Regions from separate parts of the Zea mays genome. Here regions 1 and 3 are each linked to region 2. Evidence: chromatin contacts called from public Hi-C data. All regions are on one chromosome and are shown on one strand. The core of a region is the stretch at or near the end of the contact, and the rest is flanking DNA. Distances in the headings are between cores, read along the strand shown. Region 1 has its middle 8.6 kb from the start of LOC111591036. Region 2 holds the start of LOC100191370. Region 3 holds the start of LOC100278436.

The links. Hi-C and Micro-C count contacts between places; a contact is called where the count stands out from the background.
Region 1: a contact with region 2 is called in a Hi-C map of tassel, with 2.6 times the contacts expected there. The contact joins the enhancer-like site here to the promoter of LOC100191370 in region 2. A contact is called at or near these places in 2 of 25 Hi-C or Micro-C datasets (leaf and tassel).
Region 3: a contact with region 2 is called in a Hi-C map of leaf, with 6 times the contacts expected there. The contact joins the promoter of LOC100278436 here to the promoter of LOC100191370 in region 2. A contact is called at or near these places in 7 of 25 Hi-C or Micro-C datasets (bundle sheath, ear, endosperm and 3 more).

The regions. Positions count from the first base shown.
Region 1 is chr2:5,755,822-5,759,128 of Zm-B73-REFERENCE-NAM-5.0, forward strand. No RefSeq gene overlaps it. Among protein-coding and RNA genes, the nearest start is that of LOC111591036, 8.6 kb to the right of the region's middle. Within about 2 kb of position 1,845, at least 19 of the 20 cell types and tissues checked have an H3K27ac peak or open chromatin away from gene starts, as enhancers often do. A contact at or near this core is called in leaf and tassel, where this site is marked.
Region 2 is chr2:5,574,882-5,578,296 of Zm-B73-REFERENCE-NAM-5.0, forward strand. It overlaps LOC100191370, which reads left to right and starts at 2,028. Exons shown (of 2, transcript NM_001367456.1): 1 at 2,028-3,415. The coding sequence starts at 2,202.
Region 3 is chr2:5,709,560-5,712,834 of Zm-B73-REFERENCE-NAM-5.0, forward strand. It overlaps LOC100278436, which reads left to right and starts at 1,358. Exons shown (of 1, transcript NM_001151715.2): 1 at 1,358-1,995. The coding sequence starts at 1,473. The coding sequence ends at 1,910.

The sequences.
Region 1 (3,307 bases), core at 595-3,094, 180 kb after region 2:
CGCACTGGTCCATGCGGGGTCTCCCCGCAGCAATCTCCCTCCCCGTAATGGCGTGCCAAAGCAATTACAGCCATACATGCTCAGATCCAGTTTCCCTCGAGTTCCAGAAACTCCGCCCCCAATAGCCCTCGCGTTTGTAGATCTCGCGTCCTCGATGGAAGGTTCGCCTCCACGCCATTCATGCTGCTCCGTGAGTCCCGCTCCCTTCCTCTTCCTGACTTGTGGCTTCCAATTCTCCTTTCTGCCCTCAGATGGAGTTCTAGATCAGCGCGGCAGGGTCCACGGCACTGTGTCGGGGGCAGCGTTGGAGTTGGAAAAGGGCTGCGTCGCGACCGCGGAGGGAACAACGCCAGTGAGCGGTGGAGGTGTTCCACTCCACAACCCTCCAACCCCGCCACTGCCATCCATATGGGCCAACACATGGACAGGGGCTCATTTATCTGCCCCTCCCTTTTTTTTTCTTTGGCTTGTTTTGTTTTCGCGGTCGTTACTGCTGCGTCGAAGACCTGAAGACGATACAGCAGTGCGGTGTTTGCATGAGAGGAGAGGTCGTCGGTCCCATGCACTCGATCACGCCCCTTTAACTTGCACTGTACCAACTCCACCCGCTCGCTGAATTGACCCGGAACGTGGATCACGATACCATGGTAGGGCCACGGAAAAGAGGAGCGCCAAACAGAAACCAAAAGGGCAAACAGGACGCGTACGCGTGCATGGTTCCGAAGCTAGCATAGCATAGCATAGCATAGCATCTCTACTGGCTGGCACCTACTCCCTCCGTTTCTTTTTATTAGTCGCTGGATAGTGCAAAATTACATTATCCAGCGACTAATAAAAAGAAACGGAGGGAGTACTACTCTAGCAGCGAGTAGCAAGCTTTGCTGTGTCCACACGAAAAAAAAACGCATCAAGCAGTGGCACGTAACGTAGCCGCGGAGGCTGGCTTGGCTGGCTGGAAAGAAAGAAAGACGCGCGGCCTGGAAAGGAGCGTGCGAGCTGCCGGCGTGCCGGCCCTGCTCGTTCGGCTGTGGTCCTCGGTGTCCTCTCCCGGCCCCTCCCTTCCTGCTGGGTGGCGGTGGCGGTGGCGGTGGCGGTGCCGCTTTCCAACGTCCGCCGACCGCGACCACGAATGATCGATGATGGGAGCGGTCAATTTGCGCGCGTCTCCGTGTTGGCACAACGTCTCCGGGCACGTACGTACGTAGTAGTGGGTTTCCTCCTTTCCAAGCAAGTGAGCAATCATTAGCGGCCCCTCCAGAAAAAGAAGAACAACTTGTCAGGTGTGGTCGACCGTCACACCATCATCAGACGACGACCTGGCTGGCCCGTTTGGAGGGGCATCTTGCGCCCCGGCCCCCGGTGCCGTCGTCACATGCCCGCTCGATCCAGCGAGACAACAGCCGCCGTTAGTTAGTTAGTTCGTTCGTTGAGCTGGAAGAGGATGAAGAGAAGAATTCCACAAGTTCCTCTCCTTTTTTTTCGGGTTAATTCTTGGTCACAAATGGTATGGCGTGGACCTGGGCATAGGCAGCAGCAGCAGCAACACAGCACAGGGAGCCGGCCGGAAACGGAGGAGGGCGGAATTCCTTCTCCGGAACAGCGGCAGGCGGAGGGCTCGGCGGGGCCGGCAACCGGCGTGGACTGGACCCCGCCGCTGTCGTCCCGTTCCTTGTCGGCGCGCTTCGCCTGGGCCTGGCGGCAGCTAGCGACCGGGCGCGTGCAGGCCAACACAACAGGCAGGTCGGGAAGGAAGGAAAGGCACTGTCGCCCGATAGCGAGGCGCCACTCCGCCACTACCCACTACTACAAGTAGAGCCCGAGGGCGGCAGCGCACGCGCCCCGAGGCTCTGGCGTGGCGGGGCCATGTCGCGCACCACCGGCCCAGGCCGCCGCAAGCCCACTTGCACGCGGTCGGGGTGCGGGCGTTGTTTATTTATTAATATTAATTAATAATCCAGCCGGCACGCTGGAGCCAGAACGAACCGTCCAACTGCCGGCGGAGTCGGCAGTGGAATTCCAGAGCACGAGCATTATCCACTCTGTCCGTGCGTCCGGCCGCCCCTCGCAGCCCGCACCAGGTCGTCGTCGCCTGGTTTTCTCTTCGTTTTTATTGCTGCTACCAGCAGTGTTGATGATACTCTGCCGCGCACTGGGCCAGGCCAATGAATGATGATGATGATTCCGTTCCATGGTTTTGTTTTGATTTTTCTTTTAATAATACAGCAAGTGAGCGACGAACGGAACGCCTCGTTGTATTCCTGGTTACTCCATCCACCAGCACCCCGGCTGCTGGCTGGCTGGCTTTGTTTATTGGGGGCCGTCGCGGACAGATAAGATAGCAACCCGGCTCCACCACCTCCCCACCCCCACTGCGCGGCCCGGGCCGTCGTCGCTGTCGCGGCCCTGCGCTGCTGTCTTCGTCTCCATCACACCTCTCCATCCTCATACTGCACACGTAACGTACAGACGATAAAACAGCCAAGCCAATGCCTAGATCATCCAGATAGACGCATGATTGCCGTTCTCGATCTGGCTTGTATATATTTGGACGGAGCACCGTACGTACTCCGGCCCCGTCGGCCGTCGCTCTCGCCGTGTCTGCTCGACCACCTTTGCTGCTGCCTGCCGGCCATCCGTCAGGGCAGGTGGTACGTACAATTAGAATGTACAGCTCGACGCCACCACACGTATATATATTCATGGCCGCACCGACCGGCGTTGTTGCATGGGCATGGCGCGCCTGCCACTCACTGCCAGGGCCCCGCGGCGCCTCCGACCGCCGCATTCATTTGAATTCAACACGGGCGAGGCAGAGCCGCGTGCAGCGCGCACTCGGGGTCAGATGCTTACAAACAGATGGATGCAGTTCACCAGGGAGGCAGGGACCAGGTCATAACCTGGTACCACGAGTAAATACTGGATCTAGATAGCCGCATGCGCTGTGTTCCAGTACGGCGTCTCGTACTGGTCTGGAGCTCGGTTGGTCTACAGGCAGCAAGCTGGTGGTGTGCGTACGGCTCCCGCGCGGACCCAGGCCCAGAGAGTGCGTGACGCCAGCCGAGAACGCGGGGCGTGTGAATGCGGACGCCACCGACATCATTGATGTTGTACTGCGCGAGTCGTTGCGTCCACCGCGCGATTTTCATAACAGAACTCCCTCCCACCCACCCACCCACCCACCCAAGTCTTTGAAATCGGTTGGGGCACACACCTACCTGCACACGGCCGCGGCACCCAACACCTGCTCCAGCTCCGCTGGGTCCCGTCCCGTCCCGTCCTGTTCCCGTGAGGAGGCGACGAGCCGACG
Region 2 (3,415 bases), core at 778-3,277:
GTTTCTGCTTCTGCAAGACTGCAAGCAACTCATTAGGCAGGTGCTCAATCACATCCGCGTTCGGGCGGCACTGTTCCATCACATGCATTTTACAAAATGGACATGACTTCTCTAGGCCTTGGTCCAGGCCTAGCAGGTCAGGTGCTACGATTTTGAATCACATGTTTTGCCACACGACCAAGCAACTGAGTGAGGACGTACGGGGGAAGCAGGGGAATTAGTAATGACTCACTCATGGTGAATGCTGAACTCTTAATACTAGCCGAGAGTCGGTTGCATCGTCGCTTTCCTTCCTTCATTCCTTTTCAGCTGATGAAAAGCTCTTGTTTTTATTTTTTTATTTTTTGCACGAACGTGGTTCAGTCGGTCACCGTCCAGCATGAGCCTCCACTCCAGAGTTGCTGACGGCTATCAGCCTTCAGACCAGAAAATTACAGCGCTTGATGCCAACTTTTTTATGATGGTAACCTTGAGTATAAAGCAAGGTTAGCATTTGGTACGATGCTAGTACTGGTGACTGGTTCTATCTAGCTGTGTTTCGGAAAACTGTGCAGAATGATGCGCGTCGTTGGGTTTTGAATCCGTGTCATTATTACGAACGCAGGGGGGACAGAGGCGTAGGGCCACAAACTGACGAGATGGGGCCAAAACACAGGTCAGTGCCGCGTGACTTGAGTCGGATCGGAGATGCCACTGGCCATGGGTGTGGGCACACAGGCAGTCAGGGAAGAAAGATGGAAGTGAAGAGTGCACGTATAGTGTTCAACTGCTGTCTCTACTCTCTACTCCCTGCCCCCCATGAATTTGCCGCAGGGCACACCTCCTCTCTCACTGGATCCGACGAGCCGTGCACCGCGCCAGTCTGGCTGCAGCAGCACCACAATACCACATGTTGCTTTGCTTCGCCGAGTCGAGTTCACCAGGACGGAAGGGACATCTTGCACGGCGAACTGAGCGTGTGGCGGTGTGGGAGAGAATGTGGCGATGTCGCCGTCGGTGCCGTCTGTATGGTGGACGCTCTGCGTTTGGTTGCAGTGACATCGACATGGCGTATGCATTTTTGGCGTGGCGCCAAGCGCAACAGCTACGAGATGCGGTGCCGAACCTGTCTCACGATCTCACTATCTACGCCCGTGGATCCGCGGCCCACCGGTCAGCGAGGTGAACGTGACCTCGGTCGCGCCCGTTTCTTCTTCTTCTTCTTCTACCGGGCGTCATGCTCGTGCGTAGGACAGGACAGCGGACAGCTAGCTATAGCTGCTTGGGCGTCGGCGGGGCGGTGGAAGAACAATTCCCGTCTGCCCGACAAAAGCAGCCCAAATAATTTACCAGCAGTCACGTGGGCCCCGCAGCTCTGAATGAATGTCCGCGGGTCCTCTGCCTCCCCTCCGACTCCCCCGTTGGCAGTGCACACAAGAGGGCCCCGAGTGGCAGGCACGGTAAAAATTCGCATTGATGAGGTGTGTACGTCACTACGTCGTCGTCAGTCTTAAAAACAAAGTGGCCCCGATAGGAGTACAGCGTCCTGCTATGCTAGCTAGTACTGTAGCTACCGCGCGAGACCCGCAGGTATCGAAGGGGCAACGGCTCCTTTTCAAACATTCCCCCGTGCAAATCCGTCGCTCTCGGCATTCGGCTACTTGCGTTGCATGGCTCCAACGTTTGCCCAAGTGCTTGCTCGTACACGAAATCAGCAACATATTATTATTATAGAAATACTAGAAGTTGGGTATAACGTGGCGTCAAGCGGAGCAATCCAGGACGAGGGCTCCGGTAGTTAGCCCTGTGCGTGCCTGTCTGTACGCTTGGCTGATCTGCATTTCGTTTTCAGAGCTGTTGGTGCTCGCCATCCCAGACAGCGTTTCTTCTCCCATCCGTGATCTGCATTTGAACTGCCAAGCAGCTAGCTGCGTGCGTGCTTTGCCGTTGCTGTTGCTGTCCCCGCTAATGAGCTCCTCCGTACACTTGGCCAAAGAAGCACGCTAAACTCCACGTACCACCCACGTGCCCCGGCGACCACCCTCTGACCCTCGTCCCCGTCGTTCCCCAGATCTCCTCTCGCATCTCGCATCTCGGCGTGCCACCACCACTCCGCTCCACCGCTACACTGAAACCAACCACCACGCCACGGCACGGGCACCACCCAAACCCATCCCTAAATCCCGAGCCCCAAAACCCCCGTACGCGCTCGCCGCGCCGCAATGGCACACCACCGCCGCGCCCCGCTCCTCCCCATCCTCCTCCTCCTCCTCCTGCTCGCCACCACCACGGAACCCGCGGCGCCCGGCGCCGCATCGCACTCGGAGCCGACGCTGCCAGTGCCGCCGGTCCAAGCCGCCGCGGTGCCCCCCGCCGCGGCGCTGGCGTCGACGCCTCCGCCGGTCTCGCCCTCGGCCGCGGCGCTCGCGGCATTCCTCGCCAAGGCCGACCCGGCCTCCCGCCTGCGCCTCCCCAGCCCCGCCGCCTCGCCCTGCTCCCGCCCGGGGGTCACATGCACGGCCACCGCCCATATCATCCGCCTCGTCCTCGAGTCGGCGGGGCTCAACGGGACGTTCCCGCCGGGCACGCTCTCGCGCCTCGCCGAGCTCCGCGTGCTCAGCCTCAAGTCCAACGCGCTCCACGGGCCCGTCCCGGACCTCTCCCCGCTCGCCAACCTCAAGGCGCTCTTCCTCGCGGGGAACCGCTTCTCGGGGCCCTTCCCGCCCTCGCTCGCCTCCCTGCGCCGCCTCCGCTCCATCGACCTCTCCGGGAACAGGCTCTCCGGCGCGCTCCCGCCCGGCATCGAGGCCGCCTTCCCGCACCTCACCCTCTTCCGCCTCGACGCCAACCACTTCAGCGGCACCCTCCCGCCCTGGAACCAGTCGTCGCTCAAGGTGCTCAACGTCTCCTACAACAACTTCTCGGGGCCCGTGCCCGTCACGCCCGTCATCTCGCAGGTCGGCGCCGCCGCGTTCGCGGGCAACCCCGAGCTCTGCGGCGAGGTGGTCCGCCGCGAGTGCCGCGGCTCCCACCTCCTCTTCTTCCACGGGGGCGGCGCGAACGGTACCGCCGCTCCCCCTGTGCAGAGCGCTGCTGCTAGCGACAGCGGGCCGCAGCGGGAGAACCTGAGCGTGCCGGATTCGTCCGTGCCAAATGCGAAGAGAGCGAGACGGAGGATGACCAAATTGGCCGTCGCGGTCGCTGCCGGGTCTGTCCTCGCCGCGCTTCTTGTCTACGCCATGATTGCGATGAAGAGGAACAACAAGCGGAGGCGCCCGAGCACCGCGTCGTACGAGAGCCCCAACCCCAAGAAGAGCGCGCCCGCGTCCGAGGTGAGCAGGGACAATGCTGACATGGGCTACGTCGAGTGCGTCCCCGACGAGGAGACGGCGGCCATTATGGTGCCGGAGGAGAAGGCACGGCGCCTGGAGCGGAG
Region 3 (3,275 bases), core at 108-2,607, 130 kb after region 2:
TTTCAGTTTCGCCCTATTCACCCCCCCCTCTAGGCGACTTTCAGTGGTGTTAACAAATACCCCAGATGTACGTGTGTGTCCCTGGGAAGACAGATTGCATAAGCTTAGCTCCTCATCTGTCTATCGTGCAGTTGTCTCCAATGGAGAAGGCTGTGAGTACTATAAATTCATTTGGGAGAATTGTGCCCCTCCTAAGGTCAAATTCTTCGGCTGGCTGTTGGTGCAAAACAGGATTCAGACCAAGGAGAACCTCCTCAGAAAACATTGCGTTGATGACAGTGTATGCGAGGTCTGTTCGTTGGCTGTGGAAAGTTCATCGCATCTGATCGCTGGTTGTCCTTTCGCAGCTGGTTTCTGGGCAAGGTTGGGGATGAACATTTCTGAGGAGGATGCGCAACAACTTTGGCATGTTCAGCCCCCTGTTCACATGCCCACCGCACACTTCAATACCTTCCTCCTCCTATGTTGTTGGCGTCTCTGGAAACACCGTCATGATGTCGCCTTCCGCTCGCTTTCCCCGTGTTATACGCGTCTCATGGCTGGCTGCCGTGAGGACGCGGAGTTGTGGTCTTGTAGATTACCTCACTCGGATCGTCATGTGTCCCTTGCCTGGGTGATGGTATTCTCCTCTTCTCCTCCTCTGTAACAATCTTATCCGACATGTAACTTGACCATGTATAGGCCCTTACTAATGGCAATGAAAAGGTGGGGTACCTCTCCCCCCGAATTTCTCAAAAAAAAAACCATGCACCGCCCGATCCGCCGGTTATTGCCCATGGTCCATGGTCCATGGAATGGAATGGTGCCGATGGAAAGCGACGCGGTGCTTGCCGTTGCCGGTCGATGCATCCGCGTCTTGTTTATAAATCCGATGCATTGCAGTTGCAGCGCCTGGCGATCCATGTGAAATAATTACGCTTATCTATCCATATATAATACATGTATAAATCCCCGCAATCGGTTTGCCGGAACGGTCCGCGGTGTAAAACCATCACCTTGCATGCCTTCATCCGTTTCTGAAAGAGACGGTGTCTCCCCGTCTGCACGGCTGTTCTCTTGCGGTTGCAGGGATTTTGCTTGCTCCTTCCAGAAAAATAGAAACAGCACTGTGTGGCCTGCTGATTGACGGGGACATCCATGCGAGATTGTTGGTTGGTTGCTTCGGCCCGCTGTTCTCTCGCTCCCAGTTACAAGCTATGACTGGAACAAAGACGTGCTTACAACAATCGTCAGCTGCTACCAGTCCTCTGCTCTGGAAATATCCAAATCCAACAGGAGGAACGATCAATTAGTGGCGGCGCACTTATATACGGTAACATCTCTCGCCATATATTGTCGGCCAGCATATAGCCATGGCAAAGCACAGAGGGATAGAACGATAGACATTAGACAGACAGACAGACGGATAGGTCCAGTGCAAGCAAGCGAGCCGCGAGCGCACATCGTCGTACGTCATCCAGGGAGGCTCACCGATGCGATGCCGGTCCACGTGGCGCTCCTCGCCGCGCCGGCGGTGGCGGCCGGGTTCCTGCGCGCGTTCCAGTTCGCGTTCCTGCTGTGGCCCTTCAACCTGGCGCTGCCGCTGGCGCGCCACCTGCCGCGGGCGTGCGTCGCGCTCCGCGGCCTCGCGTCCTTCTACGACGCCGAGCTGCGGCGCTACGCGGCCGCCGGCGCCGGGCCCGTCCCGCCGCGGAGCCACCGGTACGCCTCGCTCCGCGCCGTGCAGGGGACGCGCGAGGATGCCGCCGTCGCGCGTGCTATGGCCTTGCTCGTCGACATCTCCTACTGACGCGGCTTGCTTCCATTCCCACTCCGCGCGCACTACGTACCGGGCGATCAGATCAGTCGCGTGCGTTCTCGCTACATCCGACCTGAGTATATTCCTCCGAATTTTAGCCTTAGGAGTGTGAGAGTGAAATTCACTGGGGGTCATCAGACTTGTCCTGCGTTCTCATGTACTCCTAAAACCAGATTTAAAGTAAGCCAGGCTTTAAAGTAAGCCACTGCTGTCTCTTACTGCTATTTGTTTGTTTGGCTGTTGATGAGTACGGCCGGGGTGCCCGGGTAGCTGAAACCGCTCTCGATTACGCCAAAGCCGAACCAAACATGATGGAACGTGATATGCTAGCTCTCGCTGATAACTGTTTACGACACACACACAAAAAATCAGCCGATCGACCTGAAAGTGATACTTGATCCGGATTTGTGGTACAGAGGTCTATAGATGGCCAATAAGCATGAGGCCCGTGAGCCCGGCACGAAGCCCACTTTTTAGGTCCGGTCTGAGCCCGACACGGTACGAATAAGCGGGCGAGCTTAGATAGGAAACTAGGCACGGCGGGCTAGCCCGACACGGCCCGTTTACCTCTAAGCCCGTTAAGCCTGTTTTTTACACTAAAACGTGCTTACCGGCCCGTTTAGCCCGCTTTTCGACCCGTTTTTTCGTGCTAAACGGGTCGGGTCGGGTCGGCCCGGTTAGACCCGCTGCGGGCCGGGTTTGGACAGAAAATAAGCGCGCGGGCTCAACAGACCCGGCCCGATTTTTGGTCGGGCTTCACCGGACCCGGAACGGGCCGGCCGGCCCGTTTGGCCATCTCTATTGAGGTCACAACCTACTATACTTGAGATCCAGGTTTGCATGTACGCAGATTTCCGCCGATCGCTCGCCGTCCGTCCGCCCGGCCGGCTTGACGTGCGCTGCTCTTGCGTGCTAGCTAGCTTTTCCCTTTTCCGGGCTTTTGGCATTTCACCGAGGCATGGTTAGAAAAGGCGAGCCTGACAGTAACATGGCTAGGGATAGAAATGCACATACGCTTGCATGCATGAGTCCCCATGTTTTAGGCCACTTCCTAGTCCCTCCTCCTCCAAACTTCACCGAAACTCTAATGAGACCTAGTCTGGTTTCTTTAGTCACATAACTAAACTTTAGAGACTAAATTTTAGTCCATGTATGATTACATTGATTAAACCTGACTAAAGAACATTAATTAGTGTGAATAATGAATGTATTACCCCTATTAATTAGTGGTTGTTAGCTACACGAAGAAAGAGGAGAAGAGCATTAATTTAGTCCCTTTTAGTCACCCCTTAGTGACTAAACAATTAAAGTTTAGTTACTCTAATTTAGTCAACATGTTTGCTTTTTTAGAGACTAAAAGTGACTAAAGTTTAGTCACCCTCAAACCAAACGGGGCTTAAGTCTGCCGCATCTTGCCCTCCTTATTATAACTATCATTTAACGAGGCCTGAGTCTGCCGTGTCAGGCCCTTCTTGTT